Regions from separate parts of the Zea mays genome. Here region 2 is linked to region 1. A link is a contact called in public Hi-C data. All regions are on one chromosome and are shown on one strand. The core of a region is the stretch at or near the end of the contact, and the rest is flanking DNA. Distances in the headings are between cores, read along the strand shown.

What was found. A called contact is a pair of places that touch in the nucleus more often than the background predicts.
Region 2: a Hi-C map of leaf shows a contact between it and region 1, with 4 times the contacts expected there. The contact joins the promoter of LOC100278408 here to the promoter of LOC100191532 in region 1. A contact is called at or near these places in 4 of 25 Hi-C or Micro-C datasets (bundle sheath, ear, endosperm and 1 more).

The regions. Positions count from the first base shown.
Region 1 is chr3:178,065,158-178,069,279 of Zm-B73-REFERENCE-NAM-5.0, reverse strand. LOC100191532 (serine hydroxymethyltransferase) reads left to right here and starts at 1,634. Exons shown (of 4, transcript NM_001136963.1): 1 at 1,634-2,909. The coding sequence starts at 1,872.
Region 2 is chr3:178,403,170-178,407,274 of Zm-B73-REFERENCE-NAM-5.0, reverse strand. It overlaps LOC100278408, which reads right to left and starts at 2,392. Exons shown (of 13, transcript NM_001374044.1): 1 at 2,204-2,392; 2 at 1,556-2,082; 3 at 98-420. The coding sequence starts at 1,888.

The sequences.
Region 1 (4,122 bases), core at 385-2,884:
GTTCAATCATTTTGAAGCGAAACAGACGATAGGATGTTCAATCATTTTGGATCTTCTATTTCCAATTGATTATAACACTCCTTTCAGATCTTTAAAAACCATGATAGTTTATGCATAATTCATCCAGCCAGCATCTCATAAAAGCTCATCAGAAAAAAGCTGATCCAAACAGGCCTGTGGAGAGAAGCTATTGGTAATAATCTAGATGATAATTTAAGTGTTTGGCAACTTGGCTGTGAAGAGAAGCTACTGGTTATAATCTAGTAGTTTGGGTGGCCAGTTTTTCAAATGACAGATTCTGACAATTCATTTTTTTAAAAAACAATAAATGCGTACAAAAGTTTCTCGTACGTGTCCATCACAACAAAAGTAACGCTGCATGTACACCGTACAAAATTAGCGCTGCAACAATAGAATCTCTAAATGTACTCATGTCTAACTCATCTACTGGCCAGCTCCTCTCTCCTGGTCCTACGTCATCAACATACATACCACGCACAACTCTCTCCTTTCCGATGCAACAATTGCGAGCAAATACTCCGTTATTTGTGTCGGCCATTCACAAATGCAACCTAAAGTTCTAAACAGTCATGGAAATAGAAGATCCATGAGTTCATAGCTCTCAAATCATGGAATTGTAACACTCCAATATCCTATTTTGGATAAACTAGAAAAACTTATTTCGTGACCTAAATAAATTTGGTTTCAAACAAGAGACTACATAAAAGATTCTTATAAGTTACCCTTTCTTAAAACTATATATTCAAGATTCATTCTCTAGAAACAATTAACTTAAACTATCTAGATTTTACATAAGAAATTACAATCTCTTAAATAAATATGTGGTGGAGTTGTTTACGTGAATTACTACTTGTATGAATTATATACTTACAAGAATTTGTCTAAATAAATATAATTAATATATATAAATATAAACACTATTCATCATCTAGGGTGATTGACACCCGGACCTTCTTGCGCGTGCGCCCGCCTGCACCGACCGTGCCCATGCAACTTCGGCCCGCACAGCTCCACCCCCGTTGCTCACGCCCGCACGACTCAGCCCCGCGCGGCTCGTTTTCTAGTCACGTTAAGTCATTCCAATCAACACTCATTCGATTAAATATTAAGCCATTTTTTCAGAAAACATTAAGTTATATAAATTCAGTAAAAAATAAAATAAAATTTAATTTGGAATGGAAGTTATATAAATTCAGTAAAAAATAAAATAAACTTTAATTTGGAATGGATGGAGTATAATTTATTCGAGGGAGTAAAAAAAATCTCAGTGACTGACCGGTCGATTCCACTTTCAGTTCCAGACTTCCAAGTCACCCACGAGGCCCCAAGCTTGTGAGACCAACCACGACAGCACAGGGGCCAGGTCCAACATGAGGCACCCACCGGCCCATCGCACACCGTATCGTCCAGGTTCTTCCTCCCGATCGTGGACACCGTATCGTCCAGGTTCTTTCTCCCGATCGTCCCATTATCCCGGGTTCCCATCGAACCGCATCTGAGTATCTGACCACGTCACACGACACCACCACCAGCCCTCCCCTTCATCAATTGGAGCACGGCGCCCGTTCATTCCCCTCTGCTCCGCTGCTTGCCTCCGGCTCCCCAATTCCACGAGATCTCCAATTCCACCGCGTCGTCTCTGCATCCGGACCCCATACCCCGATCGATCCCTAAGGCCCATGGTTTTCTCCGCCGCCGCGTCGCCTCTAGTAGCCACCGCTGCTGACTCTGCTTCCTCCTGCGTCGCCCACCTCCGCTGCTGCTGTCGCGTTAGTTGCTGCCGTTGTTGAAGACGCGTAGCTCTTTAGGGTTCGCGATTTCTCGCCGATCGGTTCGAGAATTGGTAAGCTATGGATCTCTCGCGGCCCACATCGTCGGACCTCTCGCTCGGGCTCCACTCTCACGGTCACGCCCACGCCCACGCTCGCAGGCACGCGGTAGCCGCGCCGCTGCGCCTGTTCGACGACGCGGAGGAGCCGAAGCCGGAGCGCGTCGGGGCCGGAGAGGCCGACGCGGAGAGGGATGACGAGGACGGGGGCGACCAGCACTTCTCCCTCCTCGGGCACTCCCTCTGCGTCAAGCGCCCGCGCCGCGCCGGCAACGGCGGCGGGGGCGGAGAGACGTCATCCTGCTCGTCCACGTCCGCGGCGCTTCGCCCTGCCAAGCGACAGGCGACGGGGGAGGGCAGCGGCGCAGATCTGGAGACCCGCCGCGCCGCGGTCCGCGCCTGGGGCAATCAGTCGCTGGCGGAGGCCGACCCGGACGTGCACTCGCTGATGGAGCAGGAGTTGGACCGCCAGGTGCGAGGCATCGAGCTCATAGCGTCGGAAAACTTCGTCTGCCGCGCGGTGCTCGATGCACTCGGCAGCCACCTCACTAACAAGTACTCCGAGGGGGCCCCGGGTGCTCGCTACTACGGCGGGAATCAGCACATCGACGCCATCGAACGGCTCTGCCATGAGCGCGCTCTCACCGCCTTCGGTCTCGACCCTGCCTGCTGGGGCGTCAACGTGCAGCCCTACTCGTGCACGTCTGCCAACTTGGCTGTCTACACTGGGCTCCTTCAACCCAAGGACCGCATCATGGGGCTGGAGCCACCGTCGGGCGGCCATGTTAGCCATGGTTACTACACGCCCAGTGGCAAGAAGGTGTCAGGTGCCTCTATTTTCTTCGAGAGCATGTCGTACAAGGTGAACCCACAGACTGGGTATATTGATTACGACAAGCTTGAAGAAAGAGCAATGGATTTCCACCCTAAAATTCTCATCTGTGGTGGGAGCTCTTACCCCAGAGAGTGGGACTTTGCACGGATGAGATTGATTGCTGATAAGTGTGGTGCGGTGCTTCTTTGCGACATGGCACATATCAGTGGGCTTGTCGCAGCAAAGGTACATAGTTATGTTGAAACATTTATTTTTATCTTACAGTTAGTTTATTGTATCCTGCTTAACAATGTGCGCACTAGTAATAGGAGAACCTCGAGCAGCTCCAATAGTTATGTATAATTATACTCCCTAAATTCTAGATTTAGCAAGTCCTCAAACAATATAGGAAGCAAAAAACTCCTCTCCTTCAACAATTCCCTATATATTACTTCCTAAATAAAACTTGCTATGTTACCGGTTTGAGTGGGACCATTCTATTTTTCTCCTTCTGTTTTATCTCCAATCCACAATTCGATCTAAAAATTGTGACCTCGTGAGCGATGACTTTCAACCTGGTGAGCTGTGATGGTCTCTTGATTTGCTGCCGCAATTGTTTAGTCGTTAGTTGTGCATGTGCGGCCGTTCATTTGCATTGACAATTGTTTAATTGTTAGGTGGCACAATTGTTTAATTGTGTGTATCGGCTAGGCAAGGATGGCTCACAATTATTTTTCCAGATGGAATTGGTGGTACTTGGTAGCGGATTTAGGAGCTCCTTACAAGGTTGCTAAATGTAGGGAGGTTTTAGAGAAATTTAGGGTGTTTATAATTTAGGATGACTTTTACATAACTGTTGGAGAAGCATTTTTCTTAACAACTCCTTAAATCAATGTTTAGGGAGTGTTTTACATAACTATTGGAGTTACTCTTAGGTCCTCATTTTTTGATGGTACAGTTACTATGACTGTATACTACTGAGCAACGAACGGAATTGTACCTCTTAGGGTTTGATTAGTTGCCTGCATGGTCAAGCCTGGCTCGTATCTAGGGAACCCAGCTCTTGCTGGCCTGGCTAAGAGCATGCAACGTCCCTATGTTGGTTGCTTGCATGTGTTCAGCCTGACCCATTAGAGGTGTTATTTAGTTGCTTGCATGAATACTTGGTGAGTTGGTGCATGAGCTCTAAAGCTATGAAGTTTATTATATTTTCGTGGGATGATGTTGTAATAGTCTATAATTTACCATACCAAACCTTAATACACTTTTAAATGAAGTAAAATTGTTTATTAGACATTAATTACATGGTAATCCATCATTAGGAAAGACTAATGATTGCACCCGCACAACCTGGCTTTGTTGAAACACCCATTTTTTGCGTATCTCGAGAGCCAGGCCCAGAGGGAATCTTTGCATCTGCAGAGCCAGACTGTAGAGGCTGGCCAGACAACCAAACACG
Region 2 (4,105 bases), core at 1,143-3,642, 340 kb before region 1:
CTTCTATATAACCAGGTTGATGCTAGATAAATAAAATAAACAAATGGTTCAGACAATTGTTATAGTTTATAAAAAGAATCAGAGATTATTCACTAACCTTTTGTCAGCAGCAGCAATCTTGAGTAACTCATCCATATCTTTGGATATAAGATTCTGAACACCTTCAGAGTGAAGCACTGTTTCTTTTAAATGTTTTATGCTATCTTTTGAAAGGGCGCGCATTAGACTGCAACCTTTGACTATGGTATTGGCAACCTCAAATGCTAAAATAGATATTTTGTTCCCCTTTGTTGCAGTGCCTGATCCAAAACTACTTATATTCAAATTTGTCATGCTACTGCCAAGTGTGTCAAGCACTTCCACTGCTTTTCCAAGGCCAGCAGTACTAGCTCTACCCAGAATTGAGCTTACTTCCGAAACCTATTTCAACAAGGAAATAGAACATCAAACATGGCATAGGGTCTAGCAATCTCTCTGACCGAGCAGAATTTTTGAACATTTCATGGACAAATAGTTAAGGGTGAACATTTCAATTTAGCAACGATAAAAGTTCATCTTTCATAGGTTTAGCATAGCAAACCATTTTATGAATGGCTGGAAGTCATAAAGCTATAGTAGTGTGGCAATAAATAGGAAAAGCTACAACAATATTCTGGCAAAGTAATAAGAATGCAGGTGAAAACAGCATAAACTGCATTGCATTTGTAGGATGTGCACTCTCAATCACCCACAACTGTGCAGCAGTTCCCTTCCCACACAACACTCTAAAAAAGCCCTCTTAGCCGATTAATAGTTCATGTTGGTGAAATAGCCGAACATATGTGTTCCTATCCAAGGACAAATCTTTAGGTATATTCCATCCTTTCAAGTCCTCTTTTTCTTCCTCCCCCAATATCAAAGGATCCCTCTATGCACCAGTAGGGTCTTTGTTTGAAAGTCCAAACCATCTGAACTGGTGTTGGACAAGATTTTCTTCAGTTGGCAGTACCAGTAGCCCATATGTTGAAGTTAAGTGAAATGGCCGCCTTTCCCCATTACCTTAAACTTTTTGGTTGAATAGGTCAGTACCAGGGTCAAATATCTCGATTCTCGAGTTCGAATCCTGGCAGACGCAATTAAATACTCCTATTAAGTATGAATTAATTGCCCGTCTTTCCTCATCATCGTAAGCACTCAAGATTTTATTCAGTTGGGTTCAATTGGTTAGTTCTTGGTCCTTTCTTGTGTGACCATAAATCCAAAGCAACATACACATTCATTATAGCAGAGAATAACAAATTCCTTGCTGCCAAGCACTCAAGGAAAACTTATTAAAATTCACGCAAAGATGTTGGTAGATCATCCTCTAGTTCAAGATGTCAAAATGTCATGAAAAGGCTAATGCTACAGAAAAAGAAAGCTCAAAATTCCCATGAGAAAAGTGCACTAATCCCTAAGCAACATTATCAGCACGAACAAATTACACTGATATAAAAAACAATTCAGTTTTTTAACAGACGAGGCAAGAAATGATTGATTCAGCAATAATGCATTAAAGTAAGTACTGAAAACTTGCCTTATTCGCCACACCCATCCCCGACTTCTGAGATGGCAACCGTGCCAGTGGTGGCACCCCATCCCATGGTGCTGCAGTGTTATCCGCGGTAGCTCCAGGCACTGCCGTTTGCGACACCGATACAGGCAGTGGTGGCGCTGCTGGCTGCTGCTGCTGCTGCTGCTGTTGATGTTGCTCTTCTTGCATCCTCTTGGCAGCAGCCTCCCCCACCACAGCTTTCTTCTCCTCCTTCACCACTAGACGGTCATGGCGGTCAACCTCCCGGCCGGGGCCGAGCGTAGTGTCGCTGGGTGACTTGTCCACCGCCGACCCCTTGGAGCAAAAGCCCCCCATTTCGTTGCTCCCTCTTCAACCAAACCCTAGGCCCTCAGTGCCCACCGGCGGCTCTCACCTCCCACGCACCGAAACATTCCTGATCCCCGCGCCGCCGGCTCCCATCCGTACCAAACCTATCCAAGCGAAAATGAACCAGCTCGGAACGAAGGTCGCGACCGCAGTACTACACTCCAACCGGCGAAGCCGCTCACCTGCAGAAGCCATGAGAACAGCGCCAAGTCAGAAGAGAGGCGCGGAATTTCCGCGCAAAAAGTAAAGAGATTTTCTCCACACGAACGCATTTTCACCAGAAATTGGCGCAAGGGAACGCACCTGCGGCGGGTGGATCGGCGAGGCGGGACGAAATCGGGCGCAGAGGCCCTAACCTCTGGAAGGGGATCGGTGGATTTGAGGGAAGTGATGAGGCCGATGGGCAGGGTGGGTGAGCTTCGTTCTTCTTTTTGCCTTGTTGGAGGGTACAGCAGTAGCCGGGCAAGGAGGGTCCAACAGCGGAACTGCGGCAGGGAGGGTCCAGCCCACTGCAGACTCCACGACCACGGTGACCAACTGCCGCTGCCCGCTGCTATTGCCACACGCAGGAGGCGCACGCACAGGCACAGGAACAGGCACATCAGCGGGCGCTCATAAATTAACGCGGTTTCGCGGCGGCCGTGTTGCCGTCCGTGTCTACGCAGTTATTAGGTACAGTGGTGTTTAATGTATAATCTTTTGAGCTGTCTAAAATTGTATTTGTAAAAAAAATGGAGCCATCTTTTTTGTGAAGAGATATCTCTGAATTGTAGCTTAAATAGTAACAGATGTCTTACTTCCACTGTACGAATTTGTTGTCTGTTCAATCGATTCGATGTTATACAAACGCATTTACTTTTATATTTATTAATAGGCTACATTTATAGACACTCCATTGTATAATAGAGTATCTTAGTTACCTCTTGTGTTTGAAGAGCCGTTTTGGTGTCTCTCTACTATACATGTCCTTAGAGGTTTATCGATAGCAATTGCATCAATCATAAATGGGTGTTTAGTTTCTAGGCAATAATTTGTAGTTTCTCTAGTTTATTTTGGTTTAGTTTTTAAATTGCAAAATACGGAAACTAAAAAAATATTTTAATTTATGTATTTGATAATTTAGAAACTAAAATAAAATAGGATGCAAGAGCTAAAAAAATAGTTACTAAAAACCCAATACCCCTAATTTTCACAACGTATAACATGTTTGCTTTGGATGCAAATAAACTCGCAAATATTTCCTTTTTCGTGGATTGTTTAATTAAACGGAGAGGCGGGAGTTAAAAAAAACGAGCTTGAGCAAACAGCGAGAAGCTATTAGCTAGTCGTGTTGATTTGCGTCTACGTTATTTTAACACTTAGGTAGTGTTTGGTTGAGGAGCCAAATAGAACGGAGTCGTTTCATCCCTGATTTTAGGAACAGAGCCGCTCTGTTCTGTGTTTGGTAATCTGGAACGGAGCGGTTCTGTTTTTTGTTTGGTTGCAGAGTGAACGGAACGGAGCGTGACTGTGAGAGCGGGATTGGAACGGAGCGGCTCCGTCCCATTGATTTTTTGGAGCGGAATGGTTCTGGATCTGAGGAGAATATTCTCTAATTGGAGCCATTCTATTCTAATTACTTTGTAACCAAACAACAACAAAACTTGAACAGAACGGTTCCGTTCTACTTGGCTCTTCAACCAAACACTACCTTACTTGCTGGTGTTTCCTTGTTAGCATGTCATGTGCAGCGATGACTTGAATTGTCCAATATAATAGATTTCTTTGACTAGCACTTAGGTTAATAGTACACCGAAAATATACTAGCTCATAACCTCATGTGATAGTGTAAGAAATATGTGCAAGCATCGCGTGACATGCAATTTTGCAAAACTTTTATCATATATACTTACTATGTTCTTTTTTATTTATCATGTTTTAGTTTAAATATAAATTAGCGGACGACAAATATTCTCGAAAACTAAGGTAGTACCGTAGTAGTATGCAGAACCGCCACTTGCATGAGTTGTTGAAGATTAATCCAGTGCAGTGAACCAAAGCATTGTTTTCTCCATTTATCATGATTAAACCATATGAACACATGCATGTGAGTAGTAGTAGCAGCAACAGCTAGGTTGGAGTGTTGGTGCAAGCAAACCTAAACCACCACGCATGGACTTGCAGCAGCACTAGGGAACAACACTCCAGTTAGTGTGTGGAGCTAGA